Regions from separate parts of the Zea mays genome. Here regions 2 and 3 are each linked to region 1. Evidence: chromatin contacts called from public Hi-C data. All regions are on one chromosome and are shown on one strand. The core of a region is the stretch at or near the end of the contact, and the rest is flanking DNA. Distances in the headings are between cores, read along the strand shown. Region 1 holds the start of LOC100383357. Region 2 holds the start of LOC100192791. Region 3 holds the start of LOC100278323 (Pentatricopeptide repeat (PPR) superfamily protein).

What was found. Hi-C and Micro-C count contacts between places; a contact is called where the count stands out from the background.
Region 2: a Hi-C map of tassel shows a contact between it and region 1, with 3 times the contacts expected there. The contact joins the promoter of LOC100192791 here to the promoter of LOC100383357 in region 1. A contact is called at or near these places in 2 of 25 Hi-C or Micro-C datasets (ear and tassel).
Region 3: a Hi-C map of endosperm shows a contact between it and region 1, with 2.3 times the contacts expected there. The contact joins the promoter of LOC100278323 here to the promoter of LOC100383357 in region 1. A contact is called at or near these places in 4 of 25 Hi-C or Micro-C datasets (ear, endosperm, leaf and 1 more).

What each region holds. Positions count from the first base shown.
Region 1 is chr3:172,056,048-172,060,140 of Zm-B73-REFERENCE-NAM-5.0, forward strand. LOC100383357 reads left to right here and starts at 2,251. Exons shown (of 15, transcript NM_001176013.1): 1 at 2,251-2,393; 2 at 2,578-2,721. The coding sequence starts at 2,598.
Region 2 is chr3:172,619,786-172,623,878 of Zm-B73-REFERENCE-NAM-5.0, forward strand. LOC100192791 reads left to right here and starts at 1,924. Exons shown (of 16, transcript NM_001358555.1): 1 at 1,924-2,153; 2 at 3,084-3,156; 3 at 3,253-3,362. The coding sequence starts at 2,049.
Region 3 is chr3:171,497,386-171,501,478 of Zm-B73-REFERENCE-NAM-5.0, forward strand. It overlaps LOC100278323 (Pentatricopeptide repeat (PPR) superfamily protein), which reads left to right and starts at 2,052. Exons shown (of 13, transcript NM_001151636.1): 1 at 2,052-2,218; 2 at 3,232-3,342; 3 at 3,423-3,648; 4 at 3,885-3,987; 5 at 4,077-4,093. The coding sequence starts at 3,266.

The DNA.
Region 1 (4,093 bases), core at 1,001-3,500:
AAGGCTCATATGTGCTCAATGTATGATACAAATGGCCAATAGAGTTGCTATACACGGGCACCACTTCTATTTATACCCCCTCCAAACACTACTAGCCATTATGGGCATTTCGTCCCCTTTCTACGCACTCACGGACGGCCCACACCACCTGTAACGACTTATTTTCCGTTTGAAAACGTGTTTGAGCTATAAGAAAAAGCGAGGCCCGGAAAAATACTTCGGACCACTCCAAAGAACACCAATATTTGAACCTCTCTAGAATTGCGCGGACGGTCCAAAACATAATCACTTAGCCCCCTTTCCAAATTCACTTTTGAAAAGATTTAAACTCGCAAATCTGAAAGCGTTGTTAGTCCTCATGCACATACAACATCTATATGTTTTATGAGGCATTAGGTTTTACACAAGTAATTGTCATTGGCCCCTGTTGATAGTACGACTATCTAGCCTACTAATCTAGTCAATTTTATTCTCTAATCACCTTGTGTTCGGCAAAACTAAAACCCTATTGCAATACCTTTACCTTGAGCCGATCCACAATCAATACCAAAGTCTCCAAGACCTTCAATATAGCTCATCTTTCCATTGTCCAACCTTCATTCTTATTTCTCAAATAATTTGTTAGTCAACATATAGTTGTCATTAATTACCAAACACACTACTTAGGGACCTAGATGCTTCACATGAGGACCTGCCATAGCCACCATGTTGCTTCCTCTATCGAAGGCTATGACTAACATACTATGCATATGGTCATGTAAACACTATTTTATTTATATAGTGAAGTTTTAAACATGAGATGATGATCATTAAGCTATTATTGATAGCCTAAGAAACTCAAAGGTTGAACCTTGGTCGTCCCACTTCCATTTGTGAGACTGATGCACATGTAGGGATGTTAACGAGGCAGGTTCGGGGTAGGTAGAGCGTTCGCAGACCCGAACCCAAAACTCGAGAATAAAATCTGCATCCGACTTGAACCCTATCTCAGATTAAAATCTGAAGAATCAACCTCCTTGTGCCTCCTGCTCAATGCTCCCTGGACCGAGCAACAAAATAGGCATTTGTTTACAGTCGCGCATAGGTCGCGAGGAGGCAGCTTGGCCCACTGGAGGCGAGGGTGAGGTGTCAGAGAGGAGGCAATGTAAATCTTAGGGCCAGCGCAAGCGCAACAGAGCAAGGAAGATGGGAGAGGGAGGGAAGGTTGAGTGATTTCTCAACGTGGTGGGAAGTTTTCTCCTCGGCTCTACGAAAATGCGACACTACGACGACCAGTGGGAGGAGCACGGAGCACCTAGAGACTGGAGCAGCGGGCAGCGCCACAACGACCAGTGGGGGAGTAGTGGACGGTGCCGCGTCAACATGTGGGGAGTAATAGGTGGTGCACGTGTGGCCGGGGAATAATGGAGGAAGCAGGGAATAAGGAAGCGATGACTTTAGGGCAAGCGAATCAGTTGGGCCTCTACCTTATATATATCACGTTATAGGGCCATATTTTAGGCTTGCATACTGTTCGCACCTATGGAAAACCGTCATGTAGTGTTCAATACCCGCGCCGAACCCGTAGACTGCCATGTCCCCTATTGGATCGAAAACCCACGGGTACCCGCCCAACTGTCATTCCTATGCACACGGATAGGAGATCCAACCACGCCAACACATATTTCAGGGGGTGTTTGAATCTGTAGTCTTCACATAGAATGTTTGTTTGGATCCACTCAACTAACTGTAGTCTTTGCCATATAGAATATTTGTATAATAATTATAGATATTAAATATAATCTAAGTGTAAAACTAAAACACAGATAAATAATAAAAGACGAGACAAATTTATTAAAGCTATATTTAATTCTCATAATTAATATTCCAACATTTGATATAATACGAAATAAACTTTAATTAGAGGAAGCACTTTATCCGCTAAATTCAATGTGCGGCACGCTATCTCCACCTCCACAGCCACGTGACATTTCCTCCGCACGATGCCACGGTCACTTCATCACTGTCAGTTCACACACAGACTCACTGCTCGAGCTCGAGGAGGTGTTTTGCTAATTTTGCAGCGCCAGGGCTGGAAAAAAATATTCCGAACAACCACAGGGGTGAGTGCACGAAACGTGTGTCACTTTTGTCTTCAGCTTGCAGCAGCTTCAGCTTCTCAGTTCTCACAGCCAACGCAGGCGTCCAAGTCCAAGCAAAGCCCCGCTCCTGTCACAGACAAATTTCCACGGGAGTATCTCCCCCCCTGCTTTTTTCTTCTTCCCTTCACCCCCCGCGTGCGCGCTCAGTCCCTCTCGCCTGTGGCGACGCTTGAGCGACCGCTGCTGCCGCTCGACGCCAGATCTTCGCCGTGCCGCTCCGGTGACGAGCACCCTCCAGGTATGCCCTTGGAGGTATGCCCGCCCTTTCTTTTTCCTTCCTGCCGCGCGAAACCGTGCACCCAAACCCTAGCTTACGCTATTTGGCATTTCTACTCGGATCTGATCTAATTACAAGTGTACACGTGTCTTCTGCCAGCTAACTTCGATTGTCTTCGCAAAAAATTGACTTTTTTTTTCTGGGTTCGCCCCTTCTCAGCGTAAGGAGGGGAGTCGGAGATGTTTTACTCGCAGTTCATTTTGGCCAAAAAGGGTCCCCTCGGGACCATATGGATTGCCGCGCACTTGGAGCGGAAGCTGCGCAAGAACCAGGTCGCGGACACGGACATCGGCGTCTCCGTAGGTGGGTGGCCTTGCTCAAGCTTCCAACAATTTGCTTTCAATCTAGGTTTTTTTGCTCTACTGTTAGGTCTGTGACCTGACCCGTAGGATGGTAAAGTGTTGTTTTGCTAATGCTCGTCAGTCTTGTAGCTTCTAGTTATGCCCAGCGTTAAGTAGCTTCTACCTGCTGCTATCAGAAGCGTAAAAAGATAACCTTTTTTTGAACTGTCAGCTGTCAATGAGTTGTCAGTTCTTTTTTTGTTTAATTTGCGGTGCATCACTGCATCATCTACATCGCTGTAGAAAATCATTACTTGGTAGATTTAGCATGATACTACCTTGGTTCATGTAGCTGTTTCTTTTTGCTGTTCTATTGCCTGCTAGTGCTAGGTACAGCACCGATGGCTTTTTTGCTCAGTTACATTGGTTGTTGCTGACCGAAGGGGTGTCTCCTTTGGGAATACTAGTTTTTTTTGCATTAATTCGTCCTACCAGGAGAAATTCTTAGGTAAAGCTTATTACAACTGTTAGAGTGGAAGCACTAATCAGTTCAACCCAAAAGAACTTTTGGGTTGAACTGGTTAGTGCGTCCACTCTAACAACAGCAATATAATACTATCACCCTGTGTCGTGTCCCTGACATGTGGAAAGAACTCATCTTTCTGGCTTTGATTACTCCGTGACTATTTTTAACCTTTTGATAATATAATTCGTCATTCTAGCTGGACTACTGTGTAATCTAAAAAAACTCGGCCAGTAGGGAAAAGACCACCCACACAGTATTATATTAAGAAGAAGCTCGATCGGAGCCCCGACCGAGAAAGGCCATGAAAGCTGGTCCCCCATGCAACATGAGGGTTCACCCCCTATAGGCCAGATCTTTACTCGTGCTTTGAGCCCTCGTAGTCCCTACATGAGGATCCGCCCCCATAGGCCAGTCCATCTTGTGCGCACACAACCAGGGGAACCAGCGAGTCACCTTTTTTAGCCTCAACCTGAAATTTGCTCCCACTGGGATTCGAACTAAGAACCTGAGGAATGCTACTCAGACCACCTAACCAACTTGGCTAGAGGTCCTTTCGCACTACCGTGTAACCTCTTTTTCCCATTTCCTTTTCTTTTTGTGTGATTGTCCGTTTATCACTTCCATACCAGGACTAGGAGTGCTTTTAGTTTTTGCTGCTATTATCTGTCAAGCAGCTTGAATCTTGGTTGAGTTGGATAATTCAACCACTCTGCTCTGGATTTGGAGAAACACAGTTCGGTAGACTGGTGTAGCATCCAATTTAATGCTTTGCTATGCTGCTTAGGTGTCTGTTACATTTTATGCATTTCCCTTACACATAATGTTTATCAGAAGCACCATCTGATGCATGTGATACACAAGGCGCTAT
Region 2 (4,093 bases), core at 674-3,173, 560 kb after region 1:
GAAGTGGTTCCAAACTCCAGTGACCCCACATGTCGAGTTACTTTAACGGATATTCGGGTATTCAGATATGGATATTGATTGTTCGTACCTGTTTTAAAAATATCCACGGATACCAAATGCTACCCGTATCCGTGTCCACGGGTACAGGTTTGTACCCAAAACCGTGCCCAACGGGTTTTTTATCCGCGGGTACGTGGATAAATCACATCCATTGCCATCCCTAACAGCCGCATTCAATGCGCGTACCTACCCCACGCAAGGTTACAGGCGTACAATACAAGACGACTATGGTCTTGTCCAATACCAACAACATGATTACACACGCGCTACTGTGCACGCACGTCGCATGCCATCCCCTGACGGGATGTTTAATACAACAGAAGAGCGGACTAGCCCTCGGGCCCAAACTCCGCCTCGCCCAACGCCAAGCTCACCCTCAGATACCGCTTTCGCCTCGCTCGAGCTTGGCCTCGGCTACCTGCTATACCACGAATCCTGCAGGAAACCACTCCGTCGACTGTGGCACACATCAGTAAGGATTCAGCCATCACCTCGGGAAGACTTCCGCCTTGCCCGAACTCGGCTCCGATCTCGATATCTGCAGCCAAGGGCACCCCAATGTCATCAGATACAGAAGCGCTGACACATCCCGCAAGTGGCTTTTCTCCATAACTAAGCCCTATTACAACCACTACGATATGGGTAGCCCTCCCCTGAGGGCTCGGGCATAGAGCCAAACCCTCAGCCTTAGCCTCGGCTCTCAGCGGGAAACCAGCGAATTCAAGTGAACAACGAAGTACAAAGGCCTTGCTGTCTACAGGACGTGAAGACACCCTCCGCAGCAGGCAAGCAGCCTCATCTACAAAGACGTGCTCCCCTTAGGCATATAAATAGGGTAGTCTATGACCTCTCTAGGGGACAAGGCGAACACTTCGTAGCTTTCTCCTGGCATTCGATATTGGCACTTGTCTCAATCATTTCTAGGGACATATGATTTAGATTTTTTTTCATTTTCCATGGATTTTTTTTGAATAAGAGGAGTGATCAAAGTTGGGTTGAAAAAGTCAAACGAAATATATTTTAAAACAGAGGGAGTACTATTTTAGATAAGTTGAGTATTATAGATAAACCTAATCTGTTAGGGGGTTTTTGGGTTGAGGAATCCTTCTATCTAAAATGAGGTGGTGCATCATGGGTCAATTCTTCAAATTTGTTGGGATAAGTCTATTTCTCATATTAGTATTAACTAACTAACTAACTATGATGAATGAGTTGGTGATGGATCAATTCATTCCATTTCATAAACCAAACAAAAAAAGTGAGGAGCTAGAAGATGATGGACTAGCTCATTACTCAAACCAAACACTATATTATATAGTACTATTATGATGAAGAAGCCACTTTAAACCAGTATACCCCGTTTGTATGTAGATATTGGAGCACATGATTAGAAATTGGAATCAGATTTCTAGAATTTTATTATTTTGTTGTACATGAAATTGAGATTTGGAATCAGAGACCTAATTCCATAGAATTGGACTATAACTAGAAATTCCGTCTCCTAATACAGAGCACTACTCCTCTGTATTGAGTGGAATTGGACCACACAAATCCAAACTCTAATTCAATAACATCCAAACAATATATTTGAAATTATATCTCATTTCAGTATCATGTTTGATTTGTAATTGAACCCAATTCAATTTTCATGCTTTCCAACATCCACATTCAAACTGTAATAGCAAATAACCCAGCCGGGCTTGTCCAACGTTCACATATTCGGAGCGAACCCTATGGCCCACTTGTCGGCCATGTAACTCGGCTGTTTCGCACAGGCACGGCACTCGTTGGAAACTTGGAATGCCCTATCAGATCGCATCGCACCCAAAAATCAAGAGCCTGCTGGATTCAAACGGCTGATTCAAACGACCAGAGTCCGGACACTCACACTCCCCTGCTGCGCCTGCCGCCTGCGTTTCGGCCACCGCACTACTTCCCCAATCCCCTTGATATCGCCCACCCGCGCTCGCCGCCGCCGCTGGGCGGCGATGGAAACCCTAATGGTAGACCGCGTCCACAGTAGCCTCCGCCTCTTCATGTACCGCAACGCCATATTCCTCTGCGAGCGCCTCTGCGCACAGTTCCCCTCCGAGGTAGCCCCCTTTTATCCATGTTCCTTAACGAGGCTAGTACGTCTCGATTCGGTGTATTGCGCGTGGGAATGGTACATCTGGGGGTCGGATCAGGCGTGTGGCAGTGATTTGAGCGCGGGGCTCACCTCCGTTGTTTAGTTCGATTCAGTAGTCTTCTGTCGTTTTTTTTGAAGTGTCTAGGGTTGCATTAGGAGTAGAGTAGCAGAGTGGTGAGCTTTTGGTCTGTAGCTTATCTAGGCTTGAATTAGAACAGCTCTCTATAGCTGGTGTAGGGAACTGGAGTATCCCGCGTGATTCATCTAGGGTTCATAGTGAACTTTTACTGGAGAGGGTGATTTTCTGCCTAAATTTTTGAGGCAATTTCACAGGTAAAAGCTCTACTGGTGTTTATGCATAATGGGCATTGGTTACAGTAACGTGTATGCCTGTGAGTTCTTTTCCTTGTCAGAACCTTGGGGTGACAATATTTATAGCCCATTAGGTATTCAGTTGCTTGAATTCTATGTTCTTACAGGACATGCTCACCCACTTTCTTTTCTAACCTTATAATTACTTGAGGGTGTGGGTTTTAATTTTAATTTTGGTTCTTGACGTGGTTCATGGGTCTTCATGTGGGATGAAGTTCAGGAATTTGAATGCATGGTTTTGTGTTTTAGTTTTTATTTAGGTTCTTGATGTGGATCATAGGTCTTCATGTGGGATGAAAGTCGACATAACTTGAATGCATGTTTAGTGTGTATGAGACTATGCATTCAATTTCTTAGCAGATGACCTCACTGATTAACCTGAATCTGTGCCTGCTTTACAATGCTTTCTTTTCAATTAGTAATTCTTGCTCACAAAAAATCTTAGTTTATTTTTTTTAATTTTAAGTCCATTTGCAACATAGTTGTGGGCACTAAATGTTCTTGCTCTACCTCCTCTGCACAGACCAATGTGCAATTGCTAGCAACCTGCTACCTACACAACAATCAGCCATATGCTGCATATCACGTTTTGAAAGGTAAGTTTGGATGGTTATATGCTCGCCATGTAACACATATATTATATAAAGGTAGTTTGGATGGTTTATGGATTTTGTTTCTGATGTTATATGAAGGGAAGAAGCTGCCGGAGTCCCGGTACTTGTTTGCTACATCATGCTTTCGAATGAACCTCTTGCGTGAAGCAGAAGAAATTCTATGTCCAGTCAATGAGCCAAACATGGAGGTATAAATCATATTTTAGAGTGATTTGTTTATGTAAATATCTCTAACGTTGAACACGAACCTAGCCATTCTATTGGAGATGAAACCCAAAAGAAAACATGTAGAACGTGAGTGAACCTTGATTTGTGGTTTATGTTGGGTTTCAACTCTAGCCTATCCTAATTTGTTTGGGACTAAAAGGCTTTGTGTGTTGTTTGTTGCTGTTGTTGTGAATATCTCATTCGTTTGCCTTTGTGCAACAAATTGGTGTGTGAAAACTTGAGTGTGTCTGTTTTTGTGTAGAAGAAAGTGTGGTGGTATTATAGCAGCAAAGTATTTTTCGCTCAGTAATAAACTATATTAACAACATAATATTCAAAAGGGACTTGACAGCACTACATTAGTTTGAAAAATAAAATATTGGTAACAATAGTTTGTTTCCTTATGGGGTTCCAGTTTTGAATAAAGGGAGGTGCATGATGCACTTGTTGGTTTGTGAACTAGAAATTCCATAGCTAGTTCAGTGAGAACATTTACTGGTTCTTTTAAATAATACTAGGCCTGATTGTTTTATTTTTCCTGCGGTGTTTCACACCAAATTTGTTTCCAAGGCCAAAGTCTTATGTATGTTTATTCCCCTTTATTGTTAGAAAGTCTGGTTGTTTTATGTTATACGAGAGAAGCATTAGTATTACAAGGTACGTGCTGGCACAGCATGGATTGGCTTGAAACTCTCTTTTTTTCATTTGTTTT
Region 3 (4,093 bases), core at 802-3,301, 560 kb before region 1:
GAGACGCCTGCGGCGCAACCATCCAAATTCCAATCTGATCCGATCCAAACTGCAAGTCACAGTCACGAACGAGCGCTGGACCCGGCCTTATCTCTCTCCTCATCTCTTGTCTTCTCCCTCGCCCAAATGCTATCCATACGTCTCGATTCCTTTTCGTCTGCCAAAAGTGTTGCTCTGCTATGCTGCCCAAAACTGGCAGTGCTATTTTTTTTTTCATTTGAAGGAGGCTGAGCAATTAATGCCAGTATCCTGTAAATAGCAACATCTTTCGCCGTTTATTATTATGTAAGTACTAACGGATTGCGTTCCAGAATTTTCAGTTCTCTACCATGTCACGCACGGGCACAGTGATCTGGTCGCTGCACGAGTTATTATAATTCAAAACTAGGAAGCAAACTGCATCTATTCATCATCGTCATTTTGTTTGCATACGTGCATGGGACCAGGCCAACGACCAATAATAAATGCGGAATTTACTTTGAGATCCAACTTCACCGACTCCAAAGAACAACAACCCTAGGGATACGCTCGTACGGGAAGGGAACCCTAAAAAAATGATGTGCTCCAGTGTTGGGCATAATCAAGCCGGATCATGTTTATATTCGTTTCAAACCAGTTTCTATCCTCAGTCTATAGAAACTGGTTTATAAAAATAAAAATGAGTACCGATGTTTAGAACTCAATTTCTAAGAAACAAATTTCTAGTTTTTAAACAACAATTACTAGCATATACTTCCTCTATTTTAAAAAGCGATGGCAAAAGATGTAAATTCCATGAAACCAACAATGTCATGATGTAATTGAATAAACAAAAGCTGGTTTTAGCTATGAAAGATTAGCTTTCTGGTTTTTAAGAAACTGAAAATTCGATTTCTATAAATTAGTATGTTTGGAACCATTCTAGTTTATAAAAACCAGTTTATTAAAAACATGTGCTTACAAACAGGACCTTAATCGCATTATCATTCCCCCATCTTCACATAGAGCTTTTAAAAATGAAAATGAAAAAGTTAATTATGAAAGGCCCAGAGGCTCTAGTGGTAGAATTGTCTTCAAACCTGGTACCATTTTTTTTCTTTTTTATAGCCGGTGTTAGTGAAAATCGAGAGAAGAATTTCTAATATAAGAGCATATTTTGTCCTTAAAATAGTGACCTAAAAATTTAAATAATGTATAATTTAAAGTGTTTAAGACAGTAAGAATAAATAAATTAATCTTTAAATTTTGTATTTTAAAAATAGATTACATCATTAAAAAGGATTTCTACTATAAGAGCATATTTGTCCTTAAAATAGTGACATAAAAATTTAAATATTGTATAATTTAAAGTGTTTAAGACACTAAGAATAAATAAATTAATCTTTAAATTTGTATTTTAAAAAAATAGATTACATCACTAAAAAGGAAAGTTTGAGAATGATGTTGAAAATAAGAATATGGCACTAATCTAAGGTGTTTATATTTGTCACTTCATATCCTGTCATATTTTTTAATAAAAATTTTTATTATTGGATCTATTTTTATTAGTTAAGTTCTATATTTCAAGATAAAGCATTGAATTAAGGTGTTATTTGGTTCGTGTAATTATAACGTATTTCGATTTTAGCTGTAAGTGTTTCTGTCAGATTTTGTTTGGTGCCGGCCAGTTGTGTAACCGAATACAAAGTAATCAGATATGAGACATACACTTTTGTTACCGCTCCTTCAGCTCTGTAATCCAATTTCAGCTATTTGATTTTGTTAGTGACGTGAACCAAACAAAATACGTAGCTAAATCAAATCACGGTGTCATATGATTCTATTAATAAAATATATTTTTAACCAACTAACTATTAACTCTAGTGCATTTAAATAAACCTGACTATAACGAAAAATGTTCTAATCGTGATGAAAGCTTGCCCTGCGCTGTGCGTGTAGGATGCGCAAATTACCAAAAGGGCCCTGGGCTACTGAGTTGGCGGCTGCTCTCTCGGTGGTCCCAAAGGGAAGAGGGGGAACCGGGCAGAGAGCAGCGCAGGACAAGACAGGCAGAGAAGTCGCTAGCCAGACTAGTCTGCGCGGTGATCCGTCTTCCCTGGGGTGTTCCGCCGTCCTGCAGCAGAGGCAGGGGGTTGCCGCTCTCGCCGCCGCACGCTGCGGCTCTGCTCTGCTCCGCCTGATCCTTCCTGCGGCCCTTGTTTTTTCCTCTCGTTTCAGGTGGCCAGCCTTGGTTTTGCAGGTGAGCGCCGCTGACCTCGCCCTTCCCGTATCCAATCTGGTTGCGCTGCGAGGGTTGGCGTCCCCGAGATGTCTACTGCTTCCTTTTTAACTGTCCATACTGGTTTATTTCCTTTTAAATGTCCATACTAGTTTATACTTTATAATGATGCTTGGCTTGAAGAACAGGCTACAGAGGATACCTGTTCCGTGACCAGTGCAGTTCGCATGCGGTTGCTCACTGAACTATATAGTCTTGATTGATTGGAGAATTCGGTTGAATCGCTTTGGTATTAGTTTGTTACAAATTTGCAGTGTGACGGTAATTGCAACGGCTTCAGTTGGTAAAGTGCTCTGATCTGGTCCCACCGTCAGTACAAGGTACTGAGGAATTAGGCCGGATGGACTAAACATAACATAACTTGGGTTCGGTTTCGATGTGATCTTTGTGAACATGAGTGGTTTGCACATTCACAAGTGTCTCGTTTCCCTCAGCGGATTATCCCGGTTCATCTGACTAGAACTCTGCCATTATCCAGGGCAGGAAATAGTGATATGCCTAACTTCTTTGAAGGAAGGTGTTCACGAAGACCTAATTTTTCTTCCATCTGGATGCACTTTACCATGTTACGTGTTCTAATCCGAGTAGGCCTCATTGGTCAGCCAGCTGCATTTGATTGATAATCAACACAATAACCGAATAACATATTGTGCTCAATGTTGGAGAGGGTACAGATATTAGTTATGCTCCCTTCCTTTGAAACAGATGAATTTTTAGCCATTTTTTCTTTTTCAGAAAAGGAAATTAACCCTTTCTTTTGTCATCGGTACCCTCTTGTGTATCATTTTCTTTGAGAATACTAGTAACATCTGTTTGATCTGGTACATAGCAGCATGTTTAAATTGTGTCAAGACTGGAGAAATACCATCCATGCAGAATCATCCATATTATGTACATATTCCTTGAAAAGAGTATTTTAAGTACCTGAGCAATCCGCATTTTTTGGCCTAACAATTACGTTTTCATTTTTGCAGAACTCATTCAGTGGCCTCTGCTGAAAAGTGTTCAATGGCGTCAGGAGCCACCTTAAGCTGGGTTAAAACCCCATTTGACACCCGAAGATTTCATGACCTATCTAATCTAAGGTCCTTCCAATCCTTATCGTGACTGACTCTCAATGGCTTTCTTGCATTTCGAATCTAACACCTGCAACCATTTCTTGCAGTTTCCGCTGCCGAAACCCTTTTGGATCAATTCAGCCCTGGTGGCTGCAAACTGATCAAGACTCATCCCTAATCAAGGTTCGCGTGGCTGCTGATTATTCAGACTCAATGCCAGATTCAAAGTACACGAGAGATCGGGGTTATCACCCTCTTGAAGAAGTTAAAGAACGTCCAAAGAAGAAGGACCTGTTGCTGACAGATATTGAAACAGCTAGAACAGTAGTAGAGGTATGGTAACCTGGTGCAACTAAATAGTGTGTTTCTTATGCACCTAGCTATTTAATGTTTCATAGGTATGGTTATGGCCTGTAGTATAGAGTTCTTCAAACTAATCCAAATATTTGTTGTAAAAACCTGCACAAATTCCTCCAGGCGCGTAACAAACAAAATGATGGTTTATACCTTTATAAGACATGCCAGTGAGTATCTGAGCCTAGGTAACGTTTGCAATCTTCCTTCTCTAGGCAAATAGCAAGGGGTTGCTTGTATTTCCTGCTAGGGTACACAATGAACCTCATGGACATGTTTCTTGGTCGGAGTTTCAATATGTTGTTGATGAATATGGAGGTAATATCTTGATGCATAGGGGAAAATGTACAATAGAGCCTTCACAGTGCTCATCTTGTGCAGCTAATCTGTTGGTAACTTATGTACAGACATTTTCTTTGAAGTA